Linked DNA regions of Sus scrofa: regions 2, 3 and 4 are each linked to region 1. Evidence: chromatin contacts called from public HiChIP or PLAC-seq data. All regions are on one chromosome and are shown on one strand. Each heading gives the region's core, a stretch centred on a gene start, on an enhancer-like site or on the middle of the called end of the contact. The rest is flanking DNA. Distances are from core to core; before and after follow the strand shown.

Region 1 (3,424 bases), core at 883-3,382:
AGAGAATATTTTTATATAGCACATTTCCAATAATAACTTCACAGACAAAAATCATACTGTCATTCAAGATTTTTTTTTCTTGCAGATATTTTCCCAATTGCAAAATTCATAATTTTTATTGTAGAAAAACTAGAAAGACTAAACAGAGAATTCACAAGCTCCTATAATCTCACCACTCAAAGATAACCATTATTAACATGTTAGTGTATTTCTCCCAATCATTTAATATTTTTCATAAATATTTTTCAAGGAAAAAATTGACAGTGCTTGCTTGAACTCAATTAAGATTCTCTTCACAGAAAAAAAATTTGTTGTTTTTTTTACTTTGATAAATTCCAAATGTTCCTTTTCTTGGCTAGGTTTCTGCCTCAATGCTCAAGCAGTTTCCCAACAGTGGCCTGAATCCAGGTCTTTTCAACGTGGGGCCCCAGTTATCTCCTCAACAAATTGCCATGCTGAGCCAGCTTCCACAAATTCCCCAGTTTCAGTTGGTAAGTAGCAGATTTTTCCTCCTAGAGCTGCAGAGATTATTTGCCCCTGTCCCCTTTAGCTTTTTATTTGCTTCATTTTCATGCAAACTATTGACTGGGCTTAAGGGTAGATAATGTCAGCTCAATTGGAGGTAAATGTGACTGGGAGACCAGGAACTTGGTGGTATTTCCCTCATGGATGTGATTCAGTGACACAAACCCCTCCCCTTTTCTCAGGAAGTCCACCTTAAGAAACCCTGGTCGTCTCTTTCTCCCTGTTTTGTAGGCATGTCAGCTTCTCCTGCAGCAGCAGCAGCAGCAGCAGTTGTTACAGAACCAGAGAAAGCTTTCTCAAGCCGTGCGTCAGCAGCAAGAGCAGCAGGTATGTGGTGCTGGGAGGTCCCTCTAGTGCCCTGTGTGCGTCTCAGCCAAACCTCTGATAGCAAAAACCAATGGAATGTGAAGTTCAGGATGTTGGCTTATCTTGTGTTCGTTTCTGCCTGGGCCTCCTTACCCCCAGCTGGCTCGAATGGTCAGTGCACTGCAGCAGCAGCAGCAGCAGCAGCAGAGGCAACCAAGCATGAAGCACTCACCATCTCATCCCGTTGGGCCCAAGCCGCATCTGGACAACATGGTACCCAACGCTCTGAATGTGGGGCTCCCAGACCTTCAAACCAAAGGGCCAATACCTGGATATGGTTCTGGTAAGTTGTTCGTAATGAAAACTGCCTGTCGGAAAATATCTGGGAGTTCCCTCATGGCCTAGCAGGTTAAGGATCCGGTGTTGTCACTGCTGTGGTTCAGGTCATTGCTGTGGCGCAAGTTCAGTCCCTGGCTGGGGAACTTCTGCATGCCACAGGTGCAGCCAAAAAAAAAAAAGAGCGATATAGCAGTCATGTTCCTAGCCTTGGTTTGGGGTCTACATTACGCTGTTTTCACAGCTGTGCGAGGCAGGTAAACATTCTCAGCCCTGTCTAGAGATGAGGTAGCTGAGTTACCCATCTCCTAGAGTTTCAGCGGTTTCCTAAAGCTCACCACACGGTTAGCAAATAGCAGAGACAGGACTCCACTTTCTCTGGGTCCAGATCAGTCTTTTGTTACTTACAAAGGGAAATCAGCTCTCCTACCACCAGGAATTTTTAAAAGCCAGTTAAACATTTGTACCTTCTGTAAGTGCTTCACACGTCTGAGTTTATAATCTGTTAAATTATATACAAGTTGAGGCGTTTTTGCTGTACTGATAAAATTACCTTCTCCTGAAAAAATTTGGAACAAAAATTATAAGGCAAACTGATAAAATTCTTCTTCTATTAGTATTTCGTCTGATTTAAATAGAATTAGCACAAGTAAGGTTATACCTTTGACATTCATCAAGAATTTGTTGGCAGGCAAATCGTAGCCCGTTCGGAACTGGGGAACATGTTGTAAGCAGAATCCAATCAGTGAGGCAAGAGTGACTTAAAAATAAAATTTGAAAGTTAAAAAGGTACCACACACCACAGCAGGTTTCTTCTCAGACTGACAACACTTCGATTTTATTTTGGTAAAGACCATACTTTTCTCTGCAGACTCAAAAACAAGCGTTTGAGGAGGCTTGAAGTCCCTCCTCTTAGGTGACAAAGTGACCCTGGGCAAATGTCCCTGTGCTCTGTGAGGGTCCCCCCTGGAGTGGGGTACCCGCTTCCTACTGGGGAGGCCACGTACAGAGAAGAGCGAAGGCTCCAAGGACTCCTTGATCCTGGATACCCTTTTAAGGGAATTAATTCTCAGATCCTCAAGTTCCACCAACTGGACTTTTTCTTCAAAATGATTTGCCCAACAACTGACTTTTTAAACTCAAACTTTCGGAGTTCCTGTTGTGGCGCAGTGGTTAACGAATCTGACTAAGAACCATGAGGTTGCGGGTTTGATCCCTGGCCTCGCTGAGTGGGTTAAGGATCTGACGTTGCCGTGAGCCGTGGTGTAGGTTGCAGACGTGGCTGGGATCTGGCGTTGCTGTGGCTCTGGCGTAGGCCAGCAGCTGTAGCTCCGATTGGACCCCTAGCCTGGAACCTCCATATGCCATGAGTGCGGCCCTAAAAGGCAAAAAAACAAACAGCAAAAAAAAAAAACAAAAAAAACCCTCAAACTTTCTTCCACTTGACATAAAAGGACTGTCTGCCATCCCACTCCTTATCAGAGGAAGCTTCTCTGGGGTTCTGGACACTGACAAAGCCCCCTGTGATGACTAATAGAGGCGCTGTCACCCCTGGGTTTCTAGTCTCTACCTTCTGCCTCGTGGTTTCTGCTAGGGATGAGGCCTGCCGTAAGAACTGGGATGTGCTGGTGAATTTAGACAGGGCACGTGTAGTAAAGCCGAGCAGCTCTGCTTCTCCGCCATCCCCTCTTGTCAGAGTGCACAGTTCTTGAGGCAGAATCCAGCCGTGTACAGCAAAGACAGCATCTGGAAGCCACAAGCACTTTCTCATGTGTTGAAAGAACACAGTCCTTTTCAGGCCTTGAGAGCTGAGGCTCTCCTCCCCCGGGCATGGCTTAGTTGGAAGGAAGAGCACCTCTGAACAGCTTGAGCAATATAGGTTAGTGAGGCTGACCCTTTGAAATAGACGTTTTCACAGTGCGTCAGGTAGAGCCTAGTGGATCAACTTTTATGTGATTCCTTTTAGACTGCGTATTGATCAATTAGTTGTTAAAAACCTAAAATCATGATGTATTTGTATTGGAGTTCCCGATATGGCCCAGTGGGTTAAGGATCCGCCACTGCTGCAGCTGCAGAGGGAAGTCACGGCTGCAGCTCAGATTCAGTCCCTGGCCCGGAAACTTCTATATGCTGTGGGTTCGGCCCAAAAATAAAAAATAAATTAATCATGATGTAGTTATTTTAATGACAGTTTCTATAACATCTTTACTATTTTCTGCCTCTTATTAAAAAGTAAAATTAGGAGCTCCCAATTGTG
Region 2 (3,481 bases), core at 219-2,718, 180 kb before region 1:
AAGCATTTTTGTTTGTTTCTTAAGAAGGGACATACTAGGGAGTTCCTGTCGTGGCACAGAGGAAATGAATCTGACTAGAAACCATGAGGTTGCTGGTTCGATCCCTGGCCTTGCTCAGTGGATTAAGGATCCAATGTTGCCGTGAACTGTGGTGTAGGTTGCAGACAGGCTTTGATCTGGCATTGCTTGGCCATGGCGTAGGCCAGCAGCTACAGCTCCGATTTGACCCCTAGCCTAGGAACTTCCATATGCAGTGTGTGTGGCCCTAAAAAAAAAAAATACACACACACACACACACACATATATATCTTATATATATTCATGTATGTTGTATATGAAATTAAATGTATATTATATATTTTTTATAAAATATATGTATACTGGGGGGCCACACACATGGTATATGGAAGTTCATACACACACACACACACACACTGAAATCTAAGCTAGATAAAGAGAAAAGGTTGAGAGAGGGAAGATAGGGTCAAGGAATCGAAAGTCTCACAGCAACTGAAAAGTCGTTTTCATGGGGGCACTTGAGCAAGTGAACTGGAGGGATCAGGTAGTGGATGGAGTTTGGTGTGATGGAGGATGTGGCTGAGGCCAAGGGAAGGAGAAGGTCCTTGAAGCGGAGGGGTTTTCAGAACTGAGAGGCAGGGTGTTTGCCTGGGCTACCCATTTGGATGCTGACGTTATGTTGAGTGAGATCACCAAGTGTGCTGGAGAGTTTAACACTGAGCCAGATATGCCAAAATATCAGATAGTGGAATTCCCGCTGTGGCGCAGTGGGTTAAGGATCTGACTGCAGTGGCTTGAGTCCCTGCAGAAGTCCAGGTTCGCTCTCCTGCCTGGCACAGTGGGTTAAAGGATCTAGCATTGCCACAGCTGTAGCTGTGACTTGGATTCAGTCCCTGGCCTGGGAACTTCCACATGCCGTGGGTGTGGCCATTAAAAAAAAAAAAAATCTGACAGTGGTAAGTGTTGTGCAAATAATTAAAATTAGACTCTGGGATAGAAAGGGGATAGACAGCTTCTTCAGACTGAGAGGCCAGGGAAGGCCTCTCTGAGGAGGTGACATTTATGGTCAAATCGGAATGATCAGATGATGGGCAGAGAGAATAATCCTGGCAGAGGGAACAACTAGTACAAAGGTTGTAAACTGGGTACAAACTCTTTACCTCTGAAGAACAGAAGGAAGGCCAGTAAGCCGGAGCCTATTCAACCAAGAAAGGGTGAAGTGAAATGAAATGAAATGAGGTTGGAGGGGCGTAGGAGGGTGAAGGGTTTTGAAAGTCCCGGTCAGGAGCTTCTGCGCCATACTGTGGTAGCCCACCTCCCTAAGGACCCTCTCGTTGGCAGGCCTTTGTGTAATCCTCTCCCTCATTGAGTGGGGCCAACCTGTGTGACCAGTGAGCTGTTGAAGCCCTCGTGGTGTGAGTTTCCAGCGCTAGGTCATAAGACACGCAGCTCCTGGTGTCTCTCTTAGACCACTCAGCTGAAGGAAGGCAGCCTGCCATGTTGTGAGGACATTACACTAGCCTGTGGAAGGGTTCACGTGGTGAGCTTGAGGCACTGAGGCCTCCAGCTGACAGCCACCATGGGAGGGGGCCATGGTGGAAGGAGAGCTTCCAGCCCTAGACAGACCTCCAGAGGCTATGGCCTCACATATCTTTCATTCATTAATATTCTGATATCTGTCTCTAAAAGCTAAGGACTCTTTTTTTTTTTTAAGCATAATACAGTTATCACATCTAAAAAATAAGAATGCCTTAGTATCACACCAAAAAATCAGTGTTCACGTTTCCCCTGATTTTGTAAATTTGATTTGTTTCAGGATCCAGACAAGGACCAGTGTACTTGGTTAATATGTTTGATTAATATGTTAATTAATACAATTAATATATTTCCTCTTTTTTTTTTTTATTTGTAGGGTTCCCTCTCTCCTTCCTCTCAACTTACCTAAAAAATAAACTTGGCTTTCTATTAGTTTCTCACCTGGTTTTTGCTAATTGCATCCCCATGGTGTGTTTAACATGTTCCTCTAGCTTCTGTTTCTTGCAAACTGGTAGTTACAACTAGAGGCTTGATCCAGCCCAGGTTCTTCTCCTTTGGCAAGAATACTTTACATGAGGTGGTGTCCACTTCCATTAGGAGGCGTAGACAGCAGTTGCCTCATCTTACAGTGACGTTAACAGGTGTTGGAGATCAGTGCCTCGCTGTGTTAATTTATGTTGCGAAATGGGGATCTTCTAATTCTGTCGTGTTTCTTCCTTAATTAGCTAGACAGCCTTCCCCATATGACTCTGGTTAATCTGAGGTTCACATCACTCTGGAAGGGCAGGTTAAATGCTTGATTCTTTCCCCTTTCCTTACCAGTTTTCAAAACAGTAAGTTGGTTCCCTAGCATCATCCAAAGGAGACCGGTGGGGTTTTCTATTGTTGTTATTATGAGGTTTTAGTGTTATGAACTCATGGCTCTTTAGCATGTTTGATGCATGTGGGTCCATTGCAGCGCTTATTTTTATTGATGCTTCTGATGCCCCATTCCTAACTAGTGGGAGGATCCTCTTCAGATTGACCTCTGAAGATTTTTTGTAGGTGGCACCCTTCCTTTTTGATACTCAGGATGTCCAGGACTTCCTTTGTGCATTTTCTGCCCCAAATCTGAATCCGCTGTTTCTTGGAGGAGTTCAGGTTCCTCTCAGTGGTGAAGGCTGTATGTGCCTGACCATGTCTAACTTTTTAATAGATGCTAATCAGAATGTATGTAGCATTTACAAAAGGTCCTCTTTCATTTTGAGGTCAAATAGATAGAAATCCTGTTTTTCTTAATCTAAGAAATACAGAATGATTTTGTTTGCAGGGAAATAGAAAAACAAAGGCTTTTAGATAGAAAAAAAAATAAATGAAGGTTTAACTTCCCTCTTAAAATATGTGTCCTGCGTCTGCCATACCTTATTCATTATGTCCAGTGAAGAGAAATAGAAATAAGCTTTGCATATTTCTGGCTTCATAAAATGAGGTAGAGTTTAAATATTATCATTATAGTTTTTTGTTTATATATTTCTTAGGTCTCTTTTTATCTCTGGATTCCCCATCCCACAGACACATCTCCCACAGACACATGTCTTCTTGGCATTTTTAGGAGGGTATAGTATTTTATTTTGAAATTTTTTGCTTTATCATAATACTCTTGGCTTATGCTGTATCACTAGTGGAAACACCTTAGTTTTTGTGACAGGGAGCCTTTGGCGATAAGGAAGCCTTGTTTCTGGATATTTTGATCATTAAAATTCACTCTGTTACATATAGAGAGGGAAATATATTCTACAGTTTAAATGATTATACATTTAAATTGTAAATCTGGAGTTCCCATTGTGGCTTAGCGGCAACAAAAACGACTAGTATCCATGAGGATATGGATTTGATCCCTGGCCTTGCCCAGTGGGTTAAGGAAATGGCATTGCGGTGAGCTGTGGGG
Region 3 (3,459 bases), core at 110-2,609, 230 kb before region 1:
GAGGAGCTTAGGTTCTGAATGAAATGTTTTGACGATGTTGGGTTGGCTGATGGGTACAATTCTAGGCTAAGGTAAAGGCACTAAAAGCGAAAAGAGCTAAGGCAATGGAGTCAAACAGACCTGGGACCAAATGCCGGTCTACTACTTCCCACCTAGGTGACCTTGGGCAAATATCCCAGCCGCTCTGGAGCCCTGGTTTCCTATCGGTAAAATTTAGAATATAAAACTCACGGGTTTAACCAATAGTCCCTGTAAAGATCTCTGCATAGTTGGCACAAAGTAGGCACGCAATAAATAGCAGTCGTTATTACAGTCAACTACAGGCCAAACGACCAGAGTCATCTAAACTCCCTAGCAAACAACCGTAGCAAAACGAATCCAGATCTGACCGACGCGCCTTTTAGCCCAATAAGGTACCAGGAAAGAACTCGGTGGAGACAAACCAATGGCACTAGCTCTTGTTGTTGGACGGGCTCTCTTGCCGTCCCACCAATAGTTTGAGGATTTGACCAGGGAGTGACATTCCAACAGTCCAATGACGTACAACCAGCCCACACTCAGCACTTCGGAGGGGATAAATCAAGGAGCCGGGACGTATAGATTCCGTTATTAGGCAGTAGTGGATAGAGAGAGGACCTTAGGGGAAACAGCGCGAGGCCGAGGCACTAATGAGCAAATAAAAGAAAAAAGGCGATGGTTGCGCCAAGTGAGCTCGGCCGCCATCATGCTCTAGTTTCCCCTTCGCCTCTCCCAGTCCGCAACGGAGGAAGCGGCCTCTGGGATGCTGAGGGGGTGTGTCCCCTAATGATTGGCGCAGGCAGCGTAGCCAATCCTAGCTCGTCAAACGGAACGCACTTAACCAATGAGGGGCGACGGCAGCGGCGAGGAATTGGAGGGGCGGAACAGCAGCTTGACGGGCATAGAAGGCAGCCAGTGACGGCCGGCAGCATCCTTCCTGCGGCCAATGGAATGGGGCTCTGGGCGGGCCCCCGAGTGTTTGTGTTGTGGTTTTGGGGGAGGGAGGCGGAGGGGAAAGTTTGTTTATTTTGTTTTTAGTTTCTGGGGTCCCCGTGTTTCTCGGAGGTGAAGCGGGAGGGAGTGACTCCCCCCCGAGCCCCTCAGTCTCCCTACTACGTCGCCTCCATAGCCTGCGGAGAAGCGGGGACCGCGCGCCTCGCAGCGCATCGCCTCACAGCGGAACGCCGCGCACTCGGAGCGGGCACGGCTCGGCGGTGAGTGAGGACCGACGGCCACTGCTGTCCTTCCCCTCCCCCGCTCACCGCCCAGTCAGAGTCGGGCGGCCGGGTGGGTGAGGACGCCCGCGGGAGCGCGCCGCGCGGGGCCGGCCTGTCAAGCTGAGGCGCAGCGTGTGCATGTCCTCGCGAGTGAGCGCGCGCGGCGGGGAGAGGGCCGGGAGGGGCGTGAGCGCGCGCGCGGGGCAGGCGGGGGCGGCGGCGTTGGGCGCGCGCTCCGTGGGGCGGGCGTCTGGTGGGTTTGACCCCAGGGCGGGGAGGGACGCGGTCGACGTCCGCGCGCGGGGAAGGGGCGCTGGGAATGGAAGGGCCGGGCGGGCGCGCACGCGCGGCTCTGGGCGTCACGCGCCGGCAGGTGTGAGCTGGGGGAGGGCTTCCGGGTGGGCTGGTCGATCGAGTTCGCTTCTCGTCGCCGGGGGACCTCGGGGCGGGGAGGGGTCCCGGTAGTGGCAAAGAGCCGAGGCCCGCGGAGGCGCGTCGGGGCCCCTGCCAGGCAGTGGCAGAGGGAGGCGGCAGGCCTCAGCCTCTCGGTCCCCACCTGTGTGCAAGACCTGCGTGACGGAGCGAATGCGTTCCCCTGCTCATCCCGGACCGGGGGATCCCGCCCCCATCCCTCACCCCAGAGCCCTGAGTGTGGCCACCTTCCAGAGGCGATTCACTCTCCACGGGGAAAGGAGGGGACTGGCAGAGGACGTTCAGCCCGAGGTGTTTTCTGCTGTCCCCTGGTCCTGCGCCCTGTGGCTTCAAACTAGCCGGTTTCCACAGTGGGCTTAAATACACTGTAGAGGCTGAAGACAGCCAGTAGCCTCTAGTCGGGCACTTTAAGGACCAACCTATCCTCATATCTTTGAGCACAGAATACTATCTGGGTCTTTTCAGGCTCCTTGCTTTCTCATGTATCTTTGTATCTTTTGGCTGTTTTATTACTTTTTAGCATCTGCGCTAGAGATTGAGTGAGAGATAAGGTGAATTTCAAGTTGCTCCTTTGTATTGCAGTATAAGCAGCATCATACAACAGAATTGGCCAGAGATGTTTCTCCATAGTAAGTGAATAAAATGTCATTAATTTTGCCCCCCCCCAGCAGTTAAGCAAACAAATGTTTTGATACCTCATATCTTGTATTTTGTGAAAGTTTAACAATAGAAGCTATTTACTTCTTACTTGCAGGGAATTTCAGTAGAATGATAGTTTCCTATTGATTTGGAGAAGCATCTTGGCTTTGAAACTTTGTTTATTCTTTTGGTGATGTTATGTAAATGTCTGTTAAAAAGCAGAACTTACAGCACCTTGGCACCTCTACAGTGTGCAGTATCCTTGTAGGTAGGTAGTGGAGATGTGAATGTAGTAGGTTGCTACGCTAAGGCTAGAATCCGGAGTACAAATCAGACCGGCTTGTTTCACGTGGGATGCAGTGATGATGATAATGATGGCTTTATAGTTTCTTAGTTCTTAACTGGTTTTTTGTTCGTTTTTTGGCCGTGCCTGTGCCGGAGGGATGTGGAAGTTCCTGGGCCAGAGATCAAACCTGTGCCATGCTGCTGGAGCGTCCCTAGCCGCTGCAATGACAATGCTGGATCCTTAACTTACTACACCGCAAGGAAGCTCCGGTTCATGACTGTTTTTAAGTGCTCATCCTAAACATCATTATTTGAACAGAATAGTTTCCAATAGGACTTGAGCAGAAGAAATCCCCAAGCTGCTTTTCTAAGGTAGCACATAAATGTCATGCCCTTGGGGAGAAAATTTTTTTTCCTCATTCAAATGGAACCCCTTAAAAATGTTTTAAATGAGAACAATACCATTTGTTCAAATGGTAGTAATAGTGTTCGCTAACATTATCTGTGTGCTTCACATATGCCAGCCTGTTTATATTTTGTATTTAATCCTTACCTCCAGCCTGTGGGAGGAGGTCTTAGTACTGTTTTATGGATGAGAGAAAGCCTCCAAGAGCCCCACAGATAGGAGGTTCAAGGGCATAGGTTTAACCTTAAGTCTGACTGGTTTCAAAGCCTGTGCTTGTTCCATTTTGCCCTCTAAATTAGCCAGAGGAAATGCACAGGAGTTTCCTGGTGGTGCAGTGGATTAAGGATCTAGTGTTATTAGTGCTGTGGCTTGGGTCACTGCTGTGGTGAGGGTTTGACCCCTGGAACTTCTGATACTACAGGCTTGCCCCCCAGAAAAGTGCATAAAGGACACTGAAAAGTA
Region 4 (3,206 bases), core at 707-3,206, 160 kb before region 1:
TAAGTTTATTGGCCATTTAGATAATGTAGTTTGATGCTGTGCCTCATCTAGCCTCTTGCCCACTTTCCTGTTGTAATCTTTTTTTTTCCTTGTAGACGTCTCTATTATTTTGAAAACGAGCCCTTTATTGGTTTTCTATGACCTCCTTTTTCATTTTCCTGAGGTAGTCTTTTGGTGAACAAAAATAGGATTTTAGTATTATTATATTTATCCGTTTTTGGTAAGCAGTGCTTTTTGTGTCCTGTTAAAGAGGTCCTTCCCTATGCCTAGCTAATGGAAACATTATCCCACATTATTTTCCAGAAGCTTTATTATTTATCTTTCACATTTGGGTATATAGTTCACCTGGAATTGATTTTCGTGTATGTTAATTCTTAGTTAACTTGCTAGTACTCCTCTGCCTTCAAGATATTTTTTATATTTTGTCCACATTTTGGGGCTGTCCTTAGCAGGATAGGATGGTTAGTCCGAATTACTTAGTTTACCATTCCCAGAAGCAGAAATCTCTTTTAAAGTTTTAGTTTCACTTTGACTTCAGAATGTCCTGTTCTCTTCTGTAAAGGGGTCTTAATAAATATGTTTACTAAAAAAAAAAAAATTGAAAAGACTGAAAAACTGTATAGATTCATGATTGCTTTTATTTTTATACTATTTTTTATTTAAAAAACTGAAAAAAGAAGCTTCTGTTTAGTCCATGCTTCTCTCAGCTTTAAAATACTGTCAGATAGCTTAAAGCTTGCTACCTAAAATGAACAACTGTATTTGTTGCAGGATCATTTTAGAACGTTATTTTTTTTTAATTTATAAGTTTACTGTGATTATACATTATCGAACATGGATGCTAAAACAGTTTAACCATGGTAATGGACAGCCCCTCCGCCTTTCTCCATCTGTCTGCATATTTAACCTCATTTTTGGCTAGAGAGGGACTGTATGCCAACCGCCATCTAGAATGCTTTTAGTTTGTGCCACAAAATATGAAGCAAATGTTTTCAGTTCATGGCAACTAGATCCCTGACACGATGCTCCAGGAACTGTTTTTACACTGCTCCGGATGCACAGGAACGGCCTGCAGAAACCAGCTACGTGGCTGATGTTGAGTGTGCTTTTTAAGGCAGCCAGATCAAGACATGTCTGGAGAATTCGAGACCGTGGCAGTGAGATGATCTTGCAATTAGCAAACAGCCTGGGGAATCCATAGCAAGGCAGCTTCTCGGGAGCCATTTACAGCTTCTAGGCAGAGAGCAGTGTAGATGCCAGAGAGGAAAGCCTGACAGGCCTCCAGGGAGTGTTGCCGGGCAGCGGGGCCTCTCCCCCCCTCCCCACAGTCCCAGACGGCCCCCTGCAGCCTGAGGGAGGGGCTTCCGGCCCCCCCTGCCCTGCCTTTTCTGCCTCTGAGGTCCACCATGGAGGTGAGCCTGGTTGTGGCCAAGATTCTAGGCGTGTTTTGTACTTGAAAGTTAGGGCTCTGGAGCCCCACACTTCCTTCCTGCCCAGCCCTGGCTTATATCATCTTCTTTCCCTTTTGAAATGAATGATTCCCCAAAGCATGGCCTGCGGTTCCCTCCCTACCCCTCATCCATACCCTCTCAGGGGGTCCCTGAAATCACAACTGTTTCATAGCACTAAGAGAACATATGCCTTTTCAACTCTTTCCCTTCCTGCGGGTTCACTCCCTGGCTTCGCTCAGTGGGTTAAGGATCTGGTGTTGCCGTGAGCTGTGGTGTAGGTCGAAGATGCGGCTCAGATCTGGTGTTGCTCTGGCTGTGGTGTAGGCCGGCAGCTACAGCTCCAAATCGACCCCTAGCCTGGGAACCTTCATATGCCGAGGGTGTGACCTTAAAAAGACAAACAGATTAAATAAATAAATGAAGCCAAGATAAATAAATAAATAAACTCTTTCCCTCCCAGGGGTGTACAGAGAGAGTTTTCCAGAGGCAGCATGACATGTGATACTGCCAAAGACGGAATGCCAGAGCAGAGACTAGGATACAGCTGTTGTCTGATGTTTGCAAAACATTGCAGATATTTGCAAAAATGTGAAAGTGGTGCTTTTCTCAAATTTTTTATCCTTTAAAATATTCTAAATTAAATGTTAACACGTAATCATTTATCGTATGTTTAAATTTTTACGAATAAGTGTTTTAGATTTTTCATACTTTTAATGTTTAATGCAGTAAATACTGATAATTACAACCCACATAAACAAAAGCTTTTGGGAGTCCTCAATAATTTTTAAGAATGTAAAGGGATCCTGAGACTACAAAGTTTGAGAATCACTGCTTTAAATCCTGTCAGTTCCAGCTAGAATCTTAATTTCTGAAGGCTTCCCAGATTGTCCAGCCTACTCTTCTCTCTGCATCCTCAAAACTTCTGTGCCACACAGCTTAGTGCTTAGTTTTTGTGGAATTGCTTTGTGTGCTAGTTTTCTTCTCCTTATCAACAGTGTAAGACCTCTAAGGACAGGGATTGTGAGAGTTTTTTGAGATGTCCATGATGTATATGACTGAGCATAGCATAAATAGTTAATGGTTATTCATGTTATTATCTTCAATATCAATATTAAAATTTCCCTTCCTCATGGGTTTAATGGAGAATCAACACACATTTGAAATTTTGTGAACAACCTTAATAGAAATCGCTATTTGATTTTTTTAAAACGACATAAAATTAATATACAATAGTGGAAAAGAATAAAGGCTTTGTGATCCTAGGTCGTCAATAAATTGGGTACAAAAGCCAAGCGTGTTAATTTGTTTAAATTCTTGTGTGGCCAACAATTGCAGTAAAACCTGGCCAGAGGCCGTTGTTCTGAAAACGCCAAGCAAAGTCCTGGGTGTTTCGTAAGCATTTGGAAAAGGGAACGCTGGTTGTGTTGAATCTGCTGTTCCTGTAGCTGGCAGTCACTATTCCCCACCCTCCCTCCCCCACTGCCAAGTGACATGCAGTTTGTGTGGCGCCTCAGAAGGTAACTTGACTTTCTGAAGCCCTTTCTGGTGAAGAATGGACACGTTGTCCTGGATTAAGCTAGAAGGCATATAGTTCCTTTAACGAAATTGAATTAGTAGTTGACGGTGGGGCATATCCCTTTTGCTTCATCCCTGCTTCAGACAGAGCTTGTTTTTATTAGACAACCCCCCCCCCCCGACTTACAAGACGTAAGAATAAATTTAACACCTTTATGCCAGGGTCCTGCTTTCAGTCCC

Evidence for each region. HiChIP or PLAC-seq counts read pairs in DNA pulled down with a chosen protein or histone mark.
Region 2: an H3K27ac HiChIP or PLAC-seq map of skeletal muscle shows a contact between it and region 1. The contact joins two enhancer-like sites. A contact is called at or near these places in 1 of 47 Hi-C or Micro-C datasets (embryonic fibroblasts) and 1 of 2 datasets of contacts at active chromatin or transcription factors (skeletal muscle).
Region 3: an H3K27ac HiChIP or PLAC-seq map of skeletal muscle shows a contact between it and region 1. The contact joins the promoter of TNRC6B here to the enhancer-like site in region 1. A contact is called at or near these places in 2 of 5 promoter capture datasets (fetal liver and fetal skeletal muscle), 5 of 47 Hi-C or Micro-C datasets (embryonic fibroblasts, epiblast stem cells, heart right ventricle and 1 more) and 2 of 2 datasets of contacts at active chromatin or transcription factors (alveolar macrophages and skeletal muscle).
Region 4: a contact with region 1 is called in an H3K27ac HiChIP or PLAC-seq map of skeletal muscle. The contact joins two enhancer-like sites.

The regions. Positions count from the first base shown.
Region 1 is chr5:8,084,594-8,088,017 of Sscrofa11.1, reverse strand. TNRC6B (trinucleotide repeat-containing gene 6B protein) reads left to right here. Exons shown (of 26, transcript XM_021092847.1): 16 at 360-491; 17 at 757-852; 18 at 991-1,174. Among named protein-coding and RNA genes, the nearest start is that of ADSL, 41 kb to the right of the region's middle. Within about 2 kb of position 2,132, at least 2 of the 83 cell types and tissues checked have an H3K27ac peak or open chromatin away from gene starts, as enhancers often do. A contact at or near this core is called in skeletal muscle, where this site is marked.
Region 2 is chr5:8,266,683-8,270,163 of Sscrofa11.1, reverse strand. The region is part of intron 1 of TNRC6B (trinucleotide repeat-containing gene 6B protein); the gene reads left to right. Among named protein-coding and RNA genes, the nearest start is that of TNRC6B, 43 kb to the left of the region's middle. Within about 2 kb of position 1,468, at least 3 of the 83 cell types and tissues checked have an H3K27ac peak or open chromatin away from gene starts, as enhancers often do. A contact at or near this core is called in skeletal muscle, where this site is marked.
Region 3 is chr5:8,308,964-8,312,422 of Sscrofa11.1, reverse strand. It overlaps TNRC6B (trinucleotide repeat-containing gene 6B protein), which reads left to right and starts at 1,359. Exons shown (of 26, transcript XM_021092847.1): 1 at 1,359-1,385. The coding sequence starts at 1,374. It overlaps LOC102162756 (a long non-coding RNA gene), which reads right to left and starts at 458. Exons shown (of 2, transcript XR_001305237.2): 1 at 232-458.
Region 4 is chr5:8,249,326-8,252,531 of Sscrofa11.1, reverse strand. All of the region lies in intron 1 of TNRC6B (trinucleotide repeat-containing gene 6B protein), which reads left to right. Among named protein-coding and RNA genes, the nearest start is that of TNRC6B, 60 kb to the left of the region's middle. Within about 2 kb of position 1,956, at least 39 of the 83 cell types and tissues checked have an H3K27ac peak or open chromatin away from gene starts, as enhancers often do. A contact at or near this core is called in skeletal muscle, where this site is marked.